2 separate regions of the Canis lupus genome follow, and region 2 is linked to region 1. The links are chromatin contacts, called in public Hi-C maps. All regions are on one chromosome and are shown on one strand. The core of a region is the stretch at or near the end of the contact, and the rest is flanking DNA. Distances in the headings are between cores, read along the strand shown. Region 1 overlaps LOC102155895 (a long non-coding RNA gene). Region 2 holds the start of THBS1 (thrombospondin-1).

Evidence for each region. A called contact is a pair of places that touch in the nucleus more often than the background predicts.
Region 2: a Hi-C map of amygdala shows a contact between it and region 1, with 2.8 times the contacts expected there. The contact joins the promoter of THBS1 here to the enhancer-like site in region 1. A contact is called at or near these places in 2 of 9 Hi-C or Micro-C datasets (amygdala and skin fibroblasts).

What each region holds. Positions count from the first base shown.
Region 1 is chr30:6,562,107-6,566,234 of UU_Cfam_GSD_1.0, reverse strand. The region is part of intron 6 of LOC102155895 (a long non-coding RNA gene); the gene reads left to right. Among named protein-coding and RNA genes, the nearest start is that of RASGRP1, 360 kb to the right of the region's middle. Within about 2 kb of position 2,409, at least 5 of the 20 cell types and tissues checked have an H3K27ac peak or open chromatin away from gene starts, as enhancers often do.
Region 2 is chr30:7,053,500-7,057,627 of UU_Cfam_GSD_1.0, reverse strand. It overlaps THBS1 (thrombospondin-1), which reads right to left and starts at 2,387. Exons shown (of 22, transcript XM_038580015.1): 1 at 2,304-2,387; 2 at 1,714-1,809; 3 at 900-1,459. The coding sequence starts at 1,780. It overlaps LOC102155568 (a long non-coding RNA gene), which reads left to right and starts at 2,689. Exons shown (of 3, transcript XR_005381494.1): 1 at 2,689-2,803; 2 at 3,247-3,478.

The sequences.
Region 1 (4,128 bases), core at 1,160-3,659:
TTAAGTTTTCAATCTATTTCACATTAATTTTTATAAGTGTTATAAGATAGGAGTTCACTATCATTCTTTTGTATATGAATATCCAATTTTCCCAGCACAGATATTTTCTCAAAAGTGGGCATTAATTATTGTGGTCAGTATATTTCAAGTGCATTTTTAAATTAGGAACACACTTGAGGCATGTCTCTATGCCTCTCTGTACTTATATGTTCTCTAAATTGATAAAGTTCAAAATACCTCCAGTGTCAGCTTAGTGTGACATACATATAGTATTTTAAGTTATTGTAAAATTGACTTCTTTCTCAGGTTGCTTATGAGTCTTGCCCTTGAGAGTCTCATTTCCCTCTGGGTTTCATTTTGGCCATGCTTATTTCCCTGTGAATCTGCTGCAAGCCCTAAATCGAAAAGAATGCTTTTGAGTCAGTATGCTCATGCAGTGTGCCATTCTGAGGGAAGCTCAGTTTTAGTTATAATAACTATATTTGTTTCACTGCACAGTTTTCTGCTTGTGCTTTTTCCCCTTTCCATATAATTTTTCCATAGACTTTCTCATCTGCCTGGAAGTCTGTAAAGAAAGCCCATGGGTTCAGAAATATGTTTGAAGAATGTATTCTTCAAGAAAATTGCTCCTTAAAAAAAAAAAAAAGAAGAAGAAAACTGCTCCTTGAAAATTGAGTTTTCTAAAAACTTAATGTTTCTTGCTCAAATTAGTTCAATGCAAATAAATTGTTCAACTGAGTATAAACAATGAGACTACAACTACATAATGTTTGCCTGGAAAGTAGCCAAGACTAATTTGCAGAAATTGTTCCTATCTTATCTGTTCTTTGCCTGCCTACCTTGTTTCTTTCTTCCCACCTTTTGGCCAAACAAATTAATAAATAAAGTTCATGGAACATCATTCTTTCAAGTCCCCTTTGCCAGAATATTTCCTTGGAATCCTTTTTCTCTCCCATTCCACTGTCCTACTAACAAAAATCACATATCAGTAAGCAAATATTCTCCTTTTAAACTGAAGTTCTGCTATTTGAGCTCCCACTTGCCAAAGCCAGCACAATTTGAACATTCCTCTTCACCCAATATCAGTCACCATCAGATAACCATTAAATGAATAGAGGCTGCAGGTTAGAAGGAATGCTAACAATGCAGATGAAGTCCTGATAAAGGGCAGCTGTGAATTAATTCAGCCAGCTAACAGCCCAGGAGGGTGACTGTCAACAGGAGCAAAGGGTGCTGGAGAGACTTGGCCATGGTGCCTGTAACCTACAGCACCTTCCCCTAGGCCAAGCAGCCTGACATTTTGTATTTCAAGTTATCATAGGAATGGGACAAATTCCATTGTCTTCTCTGGCGACTGCTCACCATGGCAAATCAATTCCCTGTGACAGAAAGGAGAACAGTCACGTATTTTCACCCACAGGAATGAATTAAAATGACTGACCATGAGGGAGCCACTGACCCAACTAGGCATTGAGAAAAAGGCCAGTTGACCTCAAACCTTCCATTTACTGGTTTCAGATTCAGAATTCCAGAGCCTATTAAGTCTGGTAATATGCAAAAAAGAGAACATTTTGCACCTGAATATTTCAAAGCAATCACAATCACCTGTTGCCTATTACCTACTTATTTCTAGGTTGGCAAAATAACATATTAGCAGAGCCTTGGGGATTTTGAGTTCTAACATTTACTCCTCTACTTCACCTCTGAGAGTGCCCTGCTTTTTTATTGGAATTTACCTTCACTATCAGTGGGAAACTTACCCTTTTTAGCATCTGAGCCTCAAGGCCAAGCTCCATTCAATTTGGGTGTTTTGTGTTCTCTAGACTGGTTATTTTAGGCCGAGGAACACTTAGTGTATTTCTGAATTTGACCAGTAGATGGAAGCATTTTTGACCGTGTGACACCTCTAGCTTCCCAGTCCTGGAAAAGACTGGTTTCCAGGAAAAGCTGAGAAGCTGAATCACTTGACCTATTATCTGACATAATATCTTGTTTGTGTACTGAACATCATTCCAAATAAGAAGGAGTATGAATATTTTGAAATAACCAGGAAAGGAGAAATTAGAGTTTACTTTTTTTAGATTTTATTTATTTATTCATGAGAGACACACAGATACAGACAGAAGCAGGCTCCATACAGGGAGCCCGATGTGGGACTCGATCCTGGGTCTCTGGGATCACAACCTGGGCTGAAGGCGGTGCTAAACCACTGGGCTACCGGGGCTGCCCTAGAGTTTCCTTTCAATAGCTGTGACCACTTAATTCTCTTAATTTCTTCATATGCTTTTAATTAAACAGTGTAAAAGACAGGTCATAATTTGTAACTACTTCTGGTTTACAATCAATACAGCTCTCCGGAAATCTCAAAGTGATTTTAACCAAAGGCCAATGAGAGAGAAGAGTTTTACATAAGTACTCTGCCCTACTGGCTGAGAAACTGGGTTCTAAAGCAAACTATCTTTCCACTGAGACCTTATAATATCTCCCTTATCTGTGTTTCTTAAGGTTGGCAGGTTTTAATTTAGAAACCATAGGATATTTTTGACAGAAATGTCAAGGAGATTGTGGTTATTACTAACCATTGGCAATGACTCAAATATGGGACAATTATGTGTCTTGACATAGCTGATAATTGGACAGATATCGAAACTGAAATATAATCACTCGTTTACCTCCTGAAACTGAAACTCAAGGCATGTGCAAATAAAGCCTTGAATAACATTTCTGCCACTGAAAGAAGTCAAGTCTTCAGCTCATACTTTGAATCATACTAGAAGGAAGATGGGCAGGCCTTGATGCTAATATATATCTTGTACTAGGGCATTCTCCAGCCAAAGCTCCATTGTTCTGTTACAGCTAAGGGTATCCTGGGGACACCTGAATCCTTCAACATAAAAAAACAACTTAGAAACCTTACTGAAGGGCACCTGGGTGGCTCAGTTGGTTAAGTGTCTGCCTTTTGGCTCAGGTCATGATCTTGGGGTGCTGGGATGGAGCCCAGTGTTGGGCTCTCTGCTTGGTGGGGAGTCTGCTTCTCCCTCTCCCTCTGCCCCACCCCCCATTCATGCTCTCTCTCAAGTAAATAAAGTTTATTTTATTTTTAAAAATTATTTTAGAAAGGAATTTTGCTGATACACTCACCTAAATATGTTCTTTTCAGACTAGAGGCAAAAATATATATACCTCTCTATATTATTATATATAATATTTATGTATAATTTATGTAATATTTGTATAATTTACATGTTTATGTTAATATACAAGGATACTCAGAATGAAAGACCACATAACCATACAAGAGTGCAAACATAAGGCAAGTATGGATTTATTCATTTAATGCTGTGATTGTAGGGCTGGCCCCAGGGAGCTGCCCTGACCTTGAAACAGGAAGTTTTACAACTAAGAGGAAGTACAGTACTATTTCTTCCCTACCACTGATTTTCTTCTTTCCTTCCCACTGATCTCGAAGTTTTATTTCAGAGACAGACTTTTTGAAGGAGTTGTCTAACTCTATTTGTATTTCTCCACTTCCTGCTCCTTCTTCAACCTACAGAAGTCTAGATCCTTCCTTTTAACACCCTGACATGTCTTTCACAAGGGTGACCAGTACCTAGTCATCTCAGAATTGGAAACTTCTCAGTGATTAATGTTCAACCTCCTAGCAGCATTGAACTGCACTGAACATTATTCCTTCTTTGTCAAAACCATTTCTTGCATTGGCTTCCATAGCATACACGTTCCTGTCTTCCTCTGTGCCATTTTCCTGTATCTCACAATTAGGTCTTTGACTTCTATGCTTCTCTTTTTACTCTCTCCCTGAGCCAGTTCATCTATTTCTGTAGATCCATTTACCACCTCTCTGCTGATGTTTCATCTGCACATCTGTTTCAAACCCAGATATGTCTCCCATCCAGAGACATGTAAGTAAAAATATGCACTGCAGTGGTTTTCAAACTGTGAGTCATAATCCATTAGTGGGTCCAAAATCAGTTGAGTGACTAGAGACCAGCATTTGCAAAATGAAATGAATAATAGAATAGAAAATACCACAGAGACATTTAAAAGATAATCTATATAACACCTGGTCAAAAATGAACTCATTTTTAACACCAAATCTGTTTCTATTCC
Region 2 (4,128 bases), core at 1,138-3,637, 490 kb before region 1:
AGAGGACACACATTACTTGTAGAGTGGTGGGGGTGGGGGTGGGGGTGGGGGTGCAGTTTATTCCAGGAAAAGCGCACAACAGAAGTTCTAAAATTTTAAAAGAGCTCCCTTTGAAGATCACCACGTCAAAATAACACACCAACGTCAACTGCCAAACAACTTCACAATCTTAATTGGGTTGTCCGCCAAGTCTTGAGTACTTTACAAAGAAATCCGTTATCTGCCTACTTGGGTACACAGGAAATGGGATCGGATACTAAGGACAGAGGATTTAATGACACTCTCCAGTGTCAAAGAGCTAGATGTGGGAGTTTCAAAGCCACAGTGGCAAAAACCTAGACATCCAGGCAAGGAGGAAGCCGCAGCCGCAAATAGCCACTATTTTAACCTTTGGGGACCGGCTCCTGAGACTGGCTCCAACCCCATGAGGAATCAAATGGCAAAGTGGTATTTATTCTGCTCTCCGTATCCATTTCAAGCTACATCACAATTGGCAGAACGATCTGAAAAAAGCTCTTTTCTTGAGGAGAGCATAAGGAGTATTTAGGACTTGAACAGGTGCTTATAGGAAAACTACTTGTTTCCTTTAGCGGTCTTCAAAGTACGGCACGCCCAGAACACAGGCCCCAACAGCTTGTGAAGCCCCAGCTTCACCTGGAATTTGTTAGAAACGCAAATGATCAGGCCCCATCCCAGGGGCACGGAATCTGAACCTCTGGGGATGCGGTGCAGCGCGCGTTTCACCGAGCCCTGCAGGTGATTCTGGTGCCCCTGGAGGCGTGGGAAGCACGGCTCTGGTCCAAAGGCGGGATCTCCTGTACTGGAAATCCCTGCCTCCCCCGCTACAGCCCTCCTGACAGGTCAGCAGCCGACCCCACGAACGGGAGGAGAGGCCTCACCTGGAAGTTGTCGTTGACCCCTCCTTTCGCGATGCGGAGTCTGGCCACGCTGGCCAGGTCCCTGGTGAAGATGCTCTGGATGGGGACATCCAGCTCGGCGTTCTCCATCTTCTCACAGTCAATGTACAGCTGGGCCCTGTCCTCCTGCACGAACAGGGTGATGCTCTTCCACTGGCCGGTGGCCAGCAGCGCTTCTTCCACCGACACCACGTGTTGCATGCCCTGCACGGTCAGGCTCAGGTCCAGGGTGCCGGCTCTGCCGTTGGAGACCACGCTGAAGACCTGGCCAGAGTGGTCTTTCCGTTCTATGGCCAGCAGCGTGCCTCGGGTCTTCTTCATCTGCCTCAGGGAGGCCAGGAGAAGGAAGCCTTTCTCTGCGCGCACAGCATCCACTAGGTCTTGGAACTTGTCATCAGGCACGGGGGGGATCAGGTTGGCATCCTCGATGCGGAAAGCTGGGCTGGAGGGGTCAGGACCCTTCACCAGCCGGCGCCCAGAGCCCCTCCGGGCAGCCCCCGTGAGTTCAAAGATGTCGAACACGCTGTTGTCTCCCCCAGACTCTGTTCAACAGGAGCAGGGCACACAGTGAGCCAACTAGGCTGAGGCCGGGGGTGCGGGGCAAAAGGGCAGGGCAAGAACTGGGCAACCACTGGAAGAACTGAATCCGCACTGTGGTCGGGGGAAGCTGCCTGCTGATGGTCCCCGAGGGCGCCGGGGGAAGGCTGGCACAAGAGAGCACGGGAGGGGGTGTCCTCGGGGTAACCGGCACCTCCTCATCTGCCCTCCCCGCTCAGAAGGTGTTACCTAGACTCACCTGGAAGGCGGCTGGAGGCGCACACACGCAACAGGAACAGGACGCCGAGTGCCCAGGCCAGCCCCATGGTGGAGCCGCTCGTGCCCAGCCGGGAGCCTGTAGCGGGAAGCAGACCCCGGGGTCAGAGCGGCCGCGCAGGGAGAGCGGGCACAACCGGGCGCCGGGCTTGGGGCCAGGGCCCTGGCGGATCCCCCTCTGGCCTCACGTCTGCCGGAACGAGGGGCAACAGTACTCACTTTGGACGGGGCATCAGGAAGAAAGAGTGAGGGGGGGAGACGGGTTTTAAAGTCGGGGGCGGGTGGCGCTGGGGCAAAGACCAGCAACCTGGGGGCTCTGGCTGGGGAAGTCGAGGGGGGGCAGGAGATGCGGTCTGGGGGCGCGGGGAGGCACGGGGAAGTCGAGACTCCCCTCCCGACGGCTCAGAGAGAGGTGTGGGGAGAAAGAAAGTCCTGGGGGGTCCTGACGAGCTGGTGTGTGAACCCCACGGCCGGAGGGGGGAGCCCGGGGGCGCGGGGCGGCGGGCACCGGGAGACCCGGGCTCCCCGAGGGCCGAAGCCTCGGGCTCAGGGCGGCTGAGCGGGGCGCCTCACCTGTGCGCTCGGGTGCAGCGGGCCGGGGCGGCGCCGAGTCCGGAGAGGCGCGGGGCGGGAGGCCGCTCGAGGCAGTGGCTGGCGGGGCGGCGGGGCGGTGCGCCTTTAAGGGCGCGCGCACATTCCTGGGGTTGCCTCCGGCCAATGGGAGGCGGCGGGGCCCGCGGGAGGGGGGCAGGCTGGGCCCCTGTCTCCGCCCCCCGCCGCCGCAGCCTCCCTTTCCAGCCGGAGTAGCGCGAGCGGGCGGGGGCGGGGGCGGGGGCGGGGGCGGCGGAGTCCCTGCCCCAGGAGCCCGCCCACGCCGCCTGGACGCGCGGGCGCTCGGCGCTCGGGCCGCGGGAGGCGGGAGGGAGCCCCGGGAGCCGGCACCGGCCTTAGCCCCCGGGCGGGGGCGGGGGCGGGGGCGGGACTTTGGGGCAGAGCCGTCTCCCGGAACACCTGGGCCGCGGCTGACGCTCGGGGACCGAGCCCGTCGGTGAAGCCCAACGATCCCGTCGGGGGTAAATGGGACCCGCTGGGGCTCCGGCCGGGGCGACCCTCCTCCCTCCGCCCGGCGGGCGATCGCCGCTCGCGGCCCCGCCGCCGGGCGCCCAGGGCCCCGCCGCCGCCCCCCGCGCTGCACGGCGCCTCCGCGGCTGGCCGCTTGGGGGCGGTCTTGCACTCGGATGGAGGGGCCCGCGCCGGCCGCCGCCTGCTGGCCGCGACCCCGGAGGGAACGGCCTCCTAGAACCTCCCTGCAGCCAAAACGGGCTTTGCGGCTTGAAAAACAGTTTCTGTGCCCACTCGTGCTTCTTAACGTGACTCCTGGTTGGAGGACTTGCGGAAGCATCTGGCTCTGGGGTCTTAGACTATTCACAGAACAGGCCCATCAAGTAATAAATTACCCTCCACCTATCATCTTATTTCCTTTTTGCCTCCCTCAACGTTCTTTTCATTTTTTTAGCTCCCGAAACCGAGGGGTGGGTTACATTTCTGTGGGTGCACCAACTACCACGAGCGCGGCGGCTCAATGCTTCTGTCATTGGAAGTCTGGTCTCCAAACCACTGTCTCAAGCCAGCATGACTCCAGCTGCCTGGAATTCCATTCATCTCTTAGGGCTGGGATGTCAGCAGCCACACTTCCCCCGCTGTGTCCTGCGCCATCGGGCTGGCCCGGACGGAGACACAGGACGCAGGTAGGAGCTTTACCAAATAAGGAGCTCAGCCACAGGCAGGGCAGGGGAAGCCCTCGGGTTCACCTTCCTTCTTTGAGCTCACACCTGGCAGGACTCCTAACTGCTGGAAACACCCACGAGTTTGCCTTCATCAAAGGGCAGTTTCACTCTTCTTGTGTGGGAGTGTTGTGTGACAAGGTGCACGTGTGTGGGTTACAGCATGAACGCTTTCTAGTTACTCAACATACACCGAGTACTTCTGGAAGATGACAAGTATGTTCCTGGGACACTTGTTGCTTTGTTGCTCAAGCAATAAGGAAACCTGACAGTCGGATAGATTTCACATGCTGAGAGACAGAAATAAAAGTTTCTATCGAATGATTAGTCAAATCAGATTCCTATTGTAGAAGTCATGGGTAATGACTCATCCAAACAGATCTGAAGATTCCAGAGTCAGCAGCCATACAAGTCCCACTCCTTCCTTCTTCCCTAGCATCCTGTGTGCTCCTTGAAAGGCAATTTTTTTCCTTTCCACTTGCTCTTAATTCTTCATAATATGAAGTACTTAGGAACAGTTTTTGGAGGGACGGCCAGCTGATGGCTCCCTACTCGTTCACCCAATTTGCTAGTTTTACACGGATCAGCTCCAGTGGAAGGTTTCAAAGAGGCCC